2 separate regions of the Rattus norvegicus genome follow, and region 1 is linked to region 2. Evidence: chromatin contacts called from public Hi-C data. All regions are on one chromosome and are shown on one strand. The core of a region is the stretch at or near the end of the contact, and the rest is flanking DNA. Distances in the headings are between cores, read along the strand shown.

The links. Hi-C and Micro-C count contacts between places; a contact is called where the count stands out from the background.
Region 1: a Hi-C map of liver shows a contact between it and region 2, with 3 times the contacts expected there. The contact joins the promoter of Cd2ap here to the enhancer-like site in region 2. A contact is called at or near these places in 7 of 12 Hi-C or Micro-C datasets (the A7r5 cell line, the Rat2 cell line, Schwann cells and 3 more).

Annotation. Positions count from the first base shown.
Region 1 is chr9:25,582,598-25,589,062 of GRCr8, forward strand. It overlaps Cd2ap (CD2-associated protein), which reads left to right and starts at 1,378. Exons shown (of 18, transcript NM_181475.3): 1 at 1,378-1,734. The coding sequence starts at 1,731.
Region 2 is chr9:25,521,378-25,528,158 of GRCr8, forward strand. No RefSeq gene overlaps it. Among named protein-coding and RNA genes, the nearest start is that of Cd2ap, 59 kb to the right of the region's middle. Within about 2 kb of position 3,289, at least 8 of the 93 cell types and tissues checked have an H3K27ac peak or open chromatin away from gene starts, as enhancers often do. A contact at or near this core is called in the A7r5 cell line and liver, where this site is marked.

The DNA.
Region 1 (6,465 bases), core at 128-2,627, 59 kb after region 2:
CTGAGACTTTGCTGGTCATAACTTAATTTCCTTTAAGTTCTCACAACCCAACTTGGTCTGCTTTAGGCTGTTTACTAAGTTTATGTGTTTATGTCTTGCCTTTGGGCTGGAATGCAAAGTCACTGAGGATAAAGGCTATGAATTTTTTATGTGTTCTTTGCCTGGTAGGAGACAGTGAAAATATCGCTTAATAAATATTCCTTGACTAATACAAGCCAGTGTCCTGAGCTTTCAACAATCCTCAGCTGACATCTTGTTTACTTGTGCAAATGCAATGTTTTCCTTGTTTCTTCTTGGACAAAACTAATTGCAACTCTTTTATCCACTGTAAACCTTACAAGTTTTGTTTCAAAATCACCAGGGCAACCTGTTTTTGACATAGTGAAAGGTTCCCAAAGCGGGGCTATAGGAGATAGTAGGAATGGATATTTACAAAGTTCCTACTCTTGAGGCATATTCTACACTAGGAAGATTTCTTTTTAACACATTTAACTGCTAAAGCTCCAGTCAGGATCATTCACCCAAGGACTTACAAAAAAAAAAAATAAATAAACGGCAAGGTTGAATTTCAGAGACCCAAGTCGGCCAGGTTCCAATGGGCAAGGCAGTTCAAGTGTGAGAATTCAATGACATAATTTCTTGAAAAAGCACTAGGCACAATAGTTGGCAGTCAACACATGTTGCTTCCCCATATTTGCTCAGGCCTTGAAGTTGATTTTCTTTTTCTCTTTTCAAATAGGACGGGAGGAAAAGTAAGGTTGAATTAATTAAATTTGTCAATAATTCGAAGAAAGCTCCTGTTTGATTACAATAATCCTACACCGGCTTTCATATTGACTCTAGGGAAAAAAAATGGCTGGCAATGTTTCAAACCACGATGCCTAATTTAGAACGATTTCTATTTCAACAGAGGGAGTAGGAAGTCATCTTTGGCCAATAAGAGACTCAAGGAATACAGTAATGTATTCCTATGAAACAGTTCACTTCGTGCCACCTCCGTCCCAAAGAAGAGCACTGCTTTTGGCCCCACAGGGAACTCTGTAGGTGAACTGTGGGGTCCCCACACTTGCGGTTCCCGCCATTAACATCGAAGCTAAGAGTGCTCGCTCCCCTAGTTGTTCCTCTCTTAGATCTCTCACAAGCGACATCTTTGCAGAAAAGAAAGTAGGGCAACCGGGGCTCACTTTGCAGAACCCTCTTTGGTATCTGTCTGGGACCCGCAGCCAGCTGTCGCGCATCTCCGGGAGACCAAGTACCCGCACCTGGACGAGGGTGTTGTGCGCCCCCGCTGTGACGTCACCGCACCTGGCACCAGCTGCGGGAGTCTGGGTGGCGCGCGGGGGCCGCAGGGGGCGTGGCCGGGACGCCCAGACCATTCTCGCGAGATTTCGCCCCAGCCGGGTCCCAATTCTCTTCACTCTTGCCCGTGGGTTCCACCTTGGTCACGAGCTTGGCGCGCTCAGTCTCAGAGGGAGTGGGTAGGGACTGTCTGTGCGAGACCCCGCCGGTGCCTCAGCCAGCGGCGAGCGGAAGCGGTCCGGGAGCGTGGCTGAGTGCGCACTGTGCGCAGGCGCGGACCCCGCTCGCCCCCGCCTGCCGGGGCCGCGGCCGAGGCCGGGCTTGAGGAGCGGCCGAGCGCGCCGCGGGCGGATGGAGGCGTCTCCCCGCCGCGCCTGAGACGGTGCACAGAAGGGGCCGCGGGGCCACGCTTTCCTCGCCAGAGCCGCAGCATGGGTAAGCATCGCCGCGCCCGCCGCTGGGCTCCTCGCATGCGGGTCGGGTCCAGTCGGGCGATCTCCCCTCGCCGGTCCTTCGCGGACAGCGTGGCTCGAACCCGTGATCCGCGGTCCCGCGCCTTCTGGTAACCCCAGCTTGGATGGGGGAGGGCGATCGCGAACTTGACAAAGTGGCGCTTGCCGCTCTGCTACTCGGAGGCTTGGTACAGATTGAGATTTAAAAAAAAAAATGCACTCACACCCCCACATCCACTATGCGCACAGACACAGACATTTTGTCATAGATAATTCGAAGCACAGAAAATACTTAATTCTTCAGTTCGCGATCGGCTGGGCTTTTTGGCAGTGATTTGTGTCTACTCTCACCTTCCCCTTTTCTTGGGTCAGTTTTTGAAATCGTTTTCCTGGTGTTCGTCGTCTCCCTTGTCAGGTGTGTTGGCACCTAGCAGCACAGCCAATTTCCTCCTGAGGACTGGATTGGGGTTCGGTATTCTAGGATTCCTAGTTGGAACCTCTGGAGGAGCTGTTTCCTGTTTGGAGTGAGACTTCCTTCTTGGAGGGGAGGAAAAAGTACAGGGCCACAAGGTTGTTTTTCTGTGCGTTCTTTAGGTTTTCGTTTGGAGTTAGAGAAAGCGAGCAAGCGACGCGGCGTACTTTGAAAAGGAGTTTTGATAAGTGGTGTAGCAGTTCTTTTGATAACAGAAGTTGCGTCTGGGCTAGACACGAACTCCCTCGAATGTTTATAAATTAAAAGTAAAGTAAAGGTATTTTTTTTAAAACCAGCTTGGTGTCACCACAAGGCAAAAGTGTTTCAGCAAGTTGTAAAACCCATATTTGGTTTTGTGGTATAAATCAGAAAGACATTATCACGTTCTCGGTTGAGAGTCGATGCTGCTTCAACCATTACTGAAATTAATAATTCATGAAACTAACGGATGATTTAGAAGCCCGACAAAAACCGGAGCTCTGCTGATGTGGCACCCTGTGCCCACACTTTGTTCTGTGGGAGACGAATTTAGCTAGTGTTTACAGACACTGGCTATTCTGTTTTCTTAGAGCTTCTAATTTTATGCTCCCTCTGCTTCCCTCCTGCTTTGTGTACCTTTTATACACCAAGTGCTTTTTGACTCAGGAGACAAACATTTGCTGTTAGGGACTTTCAAATGAATTCCTTTCCACTTGATTAGTTCAGTTTACGGGGTAATTGCAGGCTTATTCTAAAGCATCAAAAGCTAGCTTAACTGATTGGGATGAAAAGCTAAAATTAAGTATACAATTCTTATCTGTCTTAAGTCAGGATGCAGAATGTAATTAAATGTCTTTTGATGGTTTAGAGTCATCATTTTGTGACGCGTTGAGTTGCTGTGAGCCCTTTTAACCACCTTGGATCTTGTGTAGACGGTTGGGCCAGGTGCTAGAAGAAGAAACAGTTCTTTGCAGTTTGCAATTATTTTAAGTACCTTTCCTTGTTACTCGATGGGCTTGAAACTCTCATTACTGTTTACTTTCACCTTCCCCGTTCTCAGTTTTTTTTATACCGTGGAGATCATTGAACTTTGTGATTCTGCATAGGGGAGAATCAGTAGGTCCATACTTGACAGTAAGGTCTTCCCTCTGTCTCTCTCTTTAGACAGGTTCTTACAGTGTAGTTCTGGCTGTCCTGGCACACACTCTGTAGATCAAGCTAGCCTTGAACTCAGAGACCCACCTGCCTCTGCCTCACAAATGCTAAGATTAAAGCCACTGTACCCAGCTAAGGTCTTACTTAAGAAAAGTAAATAGAAGGTATTTTTACCTAATAATACCTGTATTTATTGGCCACAGGCCTTTTGTGCTTTGAAGGTCTGTTACTTTGGGGGTTTGTGAAACATTTGCAGATGAATGTGCCTCTATTAAAAATCTATTGGTTGTGTATTTATTAAAACCCTCAAGTTCGTGTTAAAGAGTTTCCTCTAATAAATAATTTGTTGAGTTTGCTACTTGCCCTCTTTCTTGCACTTTAAAGATAAGATCTCCTTAGCCTGTGATCCAGGCTGGTTTTGAACTCAAGGTGATGATTTTCCTGCCTCAGCCTCTTTGCTGCTGGGATTATAGGCCTTACTGTCACTTCCACCCAGTTGTCTTTAGTTCTTAAAATTTAGGATGCATCTTGATATAGTTGAGCTCTTAAGAGCACTCTCTGCTCTCTCTCTTTTTTTTTTTTTTCTTTTTTCTTTTTTTTTTTTTGGTTCTTTTTTTTTTTTTTTGGTTCTTTTTTTTTTTTTTTTTCGGAGCTGGGGACCGAACCCAGGGCCTTGCGCTTCCTAGGCAAGCGCTCTACCACTGAGCTAAATCCCAACCCCTTTTTTTTTTTTTTTTTTTTGGAGCTGGGGACCGAACCCAGGGCCTTGCGCTGGCTAGGCAAGCGCTCTACCACTGAGCTAAATCCCCAACCCACTCTCTGTTCTCTCAAAGGACCCTAATTTGGTTCCCAGCATTCATATTGGGTGACTTACCAAGGAATCTGATACCCTCATCCGGTTTATAAGGGCACCCCTTGACATGGCCTACACACACACACACACACACACACACACACACACACAATTTTTTTTAAAAGATGCGGTTTAAAATACTCATGTTTTATCTAATTCGTTACTAAATAAAGCTAAGTTTTATTTTTGTTTTTGTTTTGAGATGATCATGGATTCTTATGAGGTGAAGAGACACAGCTGGCTAGTTAAGAGAGTTTCTGAAGCCTAGACCTGTATTACTTTGGAAGTAGAAGCAGGAATTGGAGAATTCAAGGCCAGCTTTGGTCACACAGTCCACTCAAGGCCTTCCTAGGCTATATGAAACTGTCTAAGAAAGGAAAAGAGCTCTGGACAGGGACTTCCTGAGATCTTGCCTACAAGCTTTGCAACTTGGAAAGTTAATTTAGCTTCTCTGTGCTTCGGTTTATTGGTCCATAAATTGGTGAGAAGTGCCAATCTCAGGTTATTAGGTGAGTGAATGACATAACAATGCTTAGAATATTGCTGGTGGAACTTGGATTGTCAAAAGATTTCTGCAGTTCTAATTTGTGTGTGAAGTTTGATCTTTGCTGAAAGCAGAATATTATCTTCAAGGACCAGTAAGATGATTTTGTGTTAAGACATAAGTTGAATTCTGTATGCTACAACTTGACAAAAATTGTATACATTGTTTTCAGTACTAGATACATTGTGAGAAACTGTTACTCACTTGAAATGTTTAAATGCTTTGGAAAAACTTTAGGATTTATACTACTAGAGACATTGGGGATGCAGAAAGGCATTGCTTTTTTTTTCAAATTTATTTATTTATGTATTTGTTGCATTTGGGTGTCTTGTCTGCCTGTATGCCTACGTAATAAGAAAGAGCATCCGATCCCAGGTCACTACAGTTATAGACAGTTAGAGCGGCCAGTGCTCCACTCTTAACTATGGCCGCCATTTTTCCAGTCCCGAACGCTTCTTTCTCAAAAAAACAGATAAACATTTTTGGAGTGAAGTAAGATAAAATGAATGGATACACACACACACACACACACACACACACACACACACACACATATATACACACATATATACACACACACAAATATATATACATATGTGTATATATATGTGTATATATATGTATACATACACACATATGTATAATTTTTGAAAAGGTAAACTGATATTTAGAACTAAGTTTCTCTTAGTTTTAGATAAGAATTTTCTATTTGAAAGTTTGTTTTACGGTTTTATCTGTCTGCAACAACCAAATTTATACCCATGAAAATAGTTGAGCCTTTTATTGTACCTTTGTACATGTGTGGAGGCCAGAAGAGGGAGAATGTTCAGTGCTTCTTCAACCATTTTACCAATTCCCCTGTGGCAAGGTCTTTCTCTGAACCCTGGGGCTCCTGTTTTCCTGGCTAGGAAAGACAGTAAGCCTCAGGAATCTCTTATCTCTGTTTCCTTGGAAGTTATGGTTTTATGGTGGCTCCAGTTTGCTATGTGTGTGCTAGGATTTGAACTTCAGGCCTCATCATTGAGAAGCAAGGGCTCTTAACTGCTGAGTTCTCCAGCCCCTTGCAGGGTTAAGGATTCTCACCTACTTGGGAGTGGATGTAGGAGGTGATCATAAATTCCAGGGGAGATTGAACCAAATAGTGAGACAGTTTCAGGGAATCATGATTGGGAGAAGTACAGTAAGATACTTTGTTTTTGTTTTTGTTTTTTTTTTTTAAACTCAGGGTTTTATGGTAGCAGCAAACATGCACTTTACTGAATTCAAGGTAGCTGGATGGATCCTCTGTGGGACAATTAATGTTGTTTCATGGCAGCAAAATTAAATATAAATGTCTGAGAAGAATAAAATTTGTTTTGAATGTGTTTTTATGTGTGTGTGTATAAAACACCCATCTATCTATCTATCTATCTATCTATCTATCTATCTATCTATCTATCTATCTATCTATCACCAAGTTTACACTCTGTTGCACATGGTGGCTTAGAACGCAGTGTTTAGATCAGGCTTACGGAAATCACTGTGATCATCCTGCCTCAGCATCCTGAGTGTTAGGATTACAGCTTCGCTGAAGTTAGTTTAATACAAATTTGCTGTTGTCTTAGATGGTACGTGTACTTCTATAGTGAGTGATTTCCTTATTTTACTTTGTAAATTACACTCATATGTCCTGATAATATTTGCAAGTAGATGTCTTGGATGTACTAGCAGT
Region 2 (6,781 bases), core at 2,039-4,538:
TCGCACGGCAACTCCCAATCTGTAACTACAGTTTCAGAAAAATCTCTTCTCTGGCCTCTGAGGGCTTTGCACATACATGCATTCATGCAGGTAAACACTCCTACAATGAATAAATAAGTAAATAAATAAAGTTTTTAACAAATTAGTATACTCGGGTGGCTGAAATTACTCTGTGGGTAAAGATGATTGCTTGCCAAGCCTGACAACCTTACCTGCTTCCACCTCCTTGGGCCACATGGTAGAAAGAGAGAAAGTTATTCTTTGCCCTACACACACACACACACACACACACACACACACACACTCCATCGGACGTGTGCGTACATACACTGCACCATAAATAAAAAACTTGTCATTTAAAAATTAATCAGTTTGGGCTGGAGAGATGGCTCAGTGGTTAAGAGCACTGACTGCTCGTTCAGAGGTCCTGAGTTCAAATCCCAGCAACCACATAGTGACTCACAACTATTGTAATGTGATCGGATGCCCTCTTCTGGTGTCTTTGAAGACAGCTACAGTGTAGTTATTTATAATAGATAGGATGGATAGATAGATAGGTAGATAGATAGATAGATAGATAGATAGATAGATAGATAGATAGATAGACAGACAGACAGATCTTTGAAAAAATTTAGTCAGTTTGGCTCCCAAAGTGACAAACAGTAATGGTGGTGCAATTTTGCTTCAATTCAGAACCACTACCTTTTAAAATGTGTTTTGTTTTTTGAGACAAGATCTCTCTGTGTAGCCCAGGCTGGCTTTAAAAGTCACTATGTACCCCAGGCTGCCTTCGGTCTCCCAGTGATTGTCCTAACTTGGCCTCCCTAGTGTTGAGATTACAAGCATGAACCAGCATGTCTGCTAAACCATCAGTTTTAAAAGGTTCCAATGGGGCTGGTTCACTTTCAACTTAGCACGCTGTGTCTCCTGTCAAATCCTCCTACTTTTTCAGGTGACAAGAAGGCATTCCTGTCTAAGTCAGAGTGACAGAGCGTAGCTCACATCACGGAGGCAAGAACAGAAGATGTCTTGGACCAGAGGTTCCTCCCATCACTGAGCCAGAAACCTTGGCCTCCATTGTTCTTTGATTTTTTTTTTAGGTGTCTTTTTAATTGTTTAAATTATGTGTACAGAGGCAGCAGGGGGTAGGGAGTGAGGGGTGAGGGTGGCTCTGTGCATGTGAGTGTAGGTGTATTTTGAGAGAAGGTCACATGTAGCCCAGGTTAGTTTGAACTCACCATGTAGTAGAGGATGGCCTTGAACTTGGGTTCCTCCAGCTTCTACTTCTACTCCAGCAGGTATTATTAGTGTGAGCTTCTATGCCTGGCTACTTACTCCTTTCTGTAGCAGGAAATGGAGACTTGGGACAAAGCCTGACTGGCAGCTAAGGTGACTCAAGGAAAGGCAGTCCCACAGAAAGCCAATAGGGGGTCTAAAACCTGTCCCACAGAGAGCCAGTGGGGGTGTCTAACACCTGTCACTCAAGATCTGCTTCATCGAGCAACTGCTTTCTCAGCACTGAGGATCAAACCCGGAGTTGCATACATGCTAGGCCAGAGGTGTATTGCTAAGCCACACTCTTGGCCCCTTTGGTTGCTTTACTGTTTGTGCAGCTTTTGAAACAGGGTCTCAGGCATCCCTCTCTGGCCCGTAACTTACTATGTAGAAAGAATGACTTCAAATTCCTAGCGCTCCTGTCTCCACCTCCCAAACACTGGAATGACAGGCATGCAGTGGCTCAAGAAAAACCCTTTCCAATTTAAGTTGCTTAATGCAGTTAATGCAGTTCCACCTTGAATCTGTATTGCTGCTGTTGTTGAGTGTTAATGTACCCAGGCAGTTGTTGCAAAGCCTGGGAGCTGTTCTGTGTCCAGCTGCCAGCATCAGGGTCCCTATGGTGAGAAGCGCTAGCTTCTTAGGCAAGCACTCTACCAATGGACTATCTCCCCTACCCAACTACTTTGACATCAAATTATTCTTAGTATTGTGGTTGTTGTTGTTGTTGTTATTTGTCTTAGGGGTTTACTGCTGTGAACAGACGCCATGACCAAGGCAAGTCTCATAAGGACAACATTTAATTGGGGCTGGCTTACAGTTTCAGAGGTTCAGTCCATCATCCTCAAGGTGGGAGCATGGCAGCATCTAGGCAGGCATGGTTCAGGAGGAGCTGAGAGTTCTACATCATCACCTGAAGGCAGCTAGTGGAAGACTGACCTCCAGGCAGTTACGATGAGGGTCTTAAGCCCATGCCCAGTGACATACCTACTCTAACAAGGCCACACCTACTCTAACAAGGCCACACCTCCTAATAGTGCCCCTCCCTGGCCTAAGCACATACAAACCATCAGTTATTATTAGGTTTTATTTAATTTGGGTAAGGGCTGTGTGCATGGGCCAAGGCACACATATGGAGATCAGAGGTCAATTTTCCTCCCCTTCCTCAAGATGGGGCTCAGAGATCAAACTCACATCCTCTGGCCTGACAGGAAGTGCACTTCCCTGCTGCGCCAACTCAACAGCCCATTCCTTGGGTTTCTTGTTTCTATTGATTTAAATATTTATTGGGGAGGGATGGGAAGGTCAGAAGACAACTTGTAGGAGACGCTTGGTGATCAAACTCAGGACCTCGTGCCAGGGAGCAGGCCACCTTTACCCAGTGAGCCACCTCACCAGCCTATTCCTAAGCTCTCACCCATGTAGCATTGGCTGCCCTGGAACTCACTACATGGATGAGGTTGGCCTCAAACTCATCAAGATCCACATGCCTCTGCCGGGATTAAAATATATGCCTCATATCTAGCTCATTCCTAGATTTTAAAGGAAATTCATGATTCCATTCAATTTTTCTTTCCTTTTAAAAACGATGTATTTCTTTTTTATTTTGTGTGCATGGTGTTCGGCCTGTCTGTATGTTTGTATGAGGGTGTTGGATCCTCTGGAAATGGAGTTATGAACAGTTGTTTGGGTCCATGTGGGTGTTGGGAGTTGAATCTGAAGGAGTAGCCAATGCTTTGAATCACTTGGTTTAATTTTCCTAGTGCTGAAGAAGGAAAGGGCCGGGCATAGGGCCACGCACCTGTAGTCTCAGTCTAGAACGTGGGGACAGGAGGACCAGAAGTTCAAGGCTGGCAGGTCGTGAATTTCCAGCTAGTCTGTGATATGTGAGACCTTGCCTCAAACGATAAATAAATAAAAAGGAATTCATCCAGCTATCATGTTCTTGGCTCTGGAAGTTATTGGGTCATTACTTTCAGTCAAGAAATGCTTTGAGTCTGAATAAACTGGGAAAATCCTGTTTACTATGGGTAAATATTAACCAGCCTATCGAACCTTAGCCATTAGTAATTAAGATCATGTGGAGTTTCCCTTCGCCATTCTCAGTAAGAAACGGGGGCCTGGGGCAGGGGGAGGAGGACAATTTAAGAACAAATTAATTTCTTCTGATTTTCTAAACACAAGATAGCTTCCCCTTTTCTAGTTTTTCCTCAAGAAATAAACCACGACTACATGATAATTAAGTACTAAGTTAATTTCAAATATAATAAAGTTCCTTTAGAAAGCCTCTTCCAGGGGCTGGAGAGAGAGTGTAGTGGTTAAGAGAGCTTAATGCTCTTCCAGAGACCCAATTTGGATTCTCAGCACCCATACCTATGTGTTCCTGGTCACAGCCATGTGTAAAATCTCTCTCTCTCTCTCTCTCTCTCTCTCTCTCTCTCTCTCACACACACACACACACACACACACACACACACACACACACACACACATCCTAGATAACCTCTCCTGCAGATGACTGGCAGCTGAATGAAAAACCAGAAAGACTGAAAGATGACAAGACATGTGTTTGGAAGTGTTTGGTTGCTAGATATATTATATATCTAAATGTTTAGCCATGTTGACAAAATTCCCTATTACATGACCTCCTAACTGGGTGGACCTCAGTATCTTCTGCTTTGATCTGGGCAAATATTTTGTCAACAAGACAAACCAAACAGTATCTCTCTCCTCTCTTTCTCTTGCCTTCCTCCTTCGAATTCTGTTCTCCATCCTATCCTAAGAACAAGCAGGTGGGATTCCTGACTCCTCTCTTCTCACCCTCCACCAACCCCATACCCGGTAGGCAGCCAGGAAGCAACATAGTTTGCAATCAATCAGTCATAGCATCAGAGTTAAAGTATGCCCAGAGAGAAGCTATGGGTGGTTGGTCCAGGGACCTTCGGAATTCTGAGTCACCTCCCTGGAATGGAATCGAGAGTAAATACATCCACACCCACCTAATTTCTGTCAGCCTCTGGAAAGAATCTTGAGTTGAGTGGGCATTTCACTTCACAGGCTTTGCCTTCCTGAAAACAGCCTTCCTTGGGGCAAAATCAGGTGGCTTTGCTAAGGATCCTAAACCACTAGATTTAACAATGGTTCTTAACCTTCCTAATGCTGCAACCCTTTAATACGGTTCCCCGTGTTGGGTCCCAGTCATAAAATTATTTTGATGATACGTCATATCTGTCATTTTGCTGCTGTTATGAATCATAATGTAAATAACTGATATAGGATCTCCAAAGGGGCCTCAGACATACAGGTTGAGAATCACTGACCAAGACCCTTTAAAACCAGGCTTGAATCTCTTGGCTACCCACATAAAAGATGTAGCTACTCTCCTTAATATAAAACTAAAAGGCAGTGCTATGTTTTTGTTGAGGAATTGACATGTTGGCCTCTGGCACTGAGAGGATCAGTTCAATCTTTCTGTTCAAAACCCACTCTGAACTTTCCACATCAGCCCTTGTCATGTCATCTCTCTATGGCTTTGTTTATAGACTTAATGTTGTTTAAGTTACTAAGTGCTCAAGAGATAAAATGTGTGATAATGTTAATATGGTATAGGACCCTAATGGCCCAGGATTAATAAAAGAAGGAAGGGTCAAGGCATCTTCAGCCCTGGATACCTTAGATGAGGACTGCAGAAGTTGGCTCCCTTCCTCCCTCCGGCACCATAAAATCTGCTGACCCACCATCAACCCTAGTAAGAATTTACTGCCCTGACAGTTTCAGACTTCAGTCCTTCTTTGCTCATAAAAGGTTCCCACACCCCACTCCCAACCCCTAATTATGCAGATGAAGTATCTTCCCACACCCCTGCTCTGGCCAATTGTACATGGATGGCCACACAAATCTTGCCCCAGCGACCCTGCCCCCCTCCCCAGGGGTGTAATTACCCCCTTTCCTCTCAATAAACTGAACAGTTCTCCAAAGCTGTTCCCACTTAGGTTCTTTACCCTCGACCTCACCACTAGTCAAGATCCTGCCAGCATCTACCAGCCCCTGTTAAGCCTCCTGTCCAGCCCAGTGTGCAAAGGGGCTAGGCTACTCTGAGGGGAGAAGCAATAGGATAGGCAATATGGGTGAGTGATATAATAATTACCAAGATAGATATAGCTAGATAGATTCAAATCAATGCATTTACATTTTTCATTGTTCTAGAATTGCTTCATGAATTAAATGTATTGTCTGTTTAAATATATACATACATGAATATATACAAATATGCACAAATATACGGGGATACAATGTTTATTACTTGTTACTTTTAGTTTAACCTAACTGTCATAGTCCTAAAAGATAGTTTAAGGAGAAAAAGAAGAAGCCATGGGAAGATGAAGGGGGTCAGCAGGGAGGGGAGGGGACAAGAGAGGGGAGCAGCAGGGTGAGTGTGGCTAACTCACATCATTACATACTTGCAAGAAAATGGCAAGATGGGGGTTGGGGATTTAGCTCAGTGGTAGAGTGCTTGCCTAGCAAGCGCAAGGCCCTGGGTTCGGTCCCCAGCTCCGAAAAAAAGAAAAGGGGAAAAAGAAAATGGCAAGATGAACCCCATTGTGTAGAATAGTAATAAATAAATAAAATAGTAATAAAAATAAATAAATATCACAAAGATGGCTCAATGGGAATAATGGTTTCCACCATGATGGGCAGAGTTCAACCCCTGGAACTCATATAAAAAAGATAAATTAGGGGCTGGTCAAGAGTTTACATTGTCCTCTCAGATGACCTGAGTCTGATTCCTGGCATCCACGTTGGGCATCACACAACAGTTTATAACTTCAGCCCCAGTGAATCTGATCTGGTCTTTGAAGGAAACTTCACTCACATGCACATATGCACACAGAAGCATAAAATATAGAGAGCCAAAGAGGTAGCTCAGAGGTTAAGAACACTAGCTGCTTTTGCATAGGACCCAGGTTTGATTCCCAGCAACCACCCAGACTCACAGTTATCTGTAACTGCAGTCCCAGGGGTTCCAACCGCCTCCTCAGGCTTCCTTGGGCACCAGGCATACAAGTGGTACACAGACATACATGCAGGCAAATCATCTATCTACATAAAATAAAATAAAAATAAATTTTAAAACATTAAAATTATATGTTTCTAAAAACTGGACGCAGTGGTAGACACATGTAATTCTAACACTCCTGAGATCCCCCCAGAAACCCACAAGCCAGCTAGCCTTGAGCTTGCTGCATGGCCAAATCAAGAGAGAAACTCCAACTCAACAAGATAAAAGAGATTGACTCCAAACCTGTGCTCACACACATATGCATCATAAACACACATGTGTATACACACACACACACACACACACACACACACACACACACACACACACACACACACACAAGATCATTCTCCAGGATCTAGCCTGATGAATGGATCGAACTAAAAAGCTTCAAATTGAGTGAGGTGAACCAGATGCAGAAAGACAAACGTCCAATGTTCTCTCCCA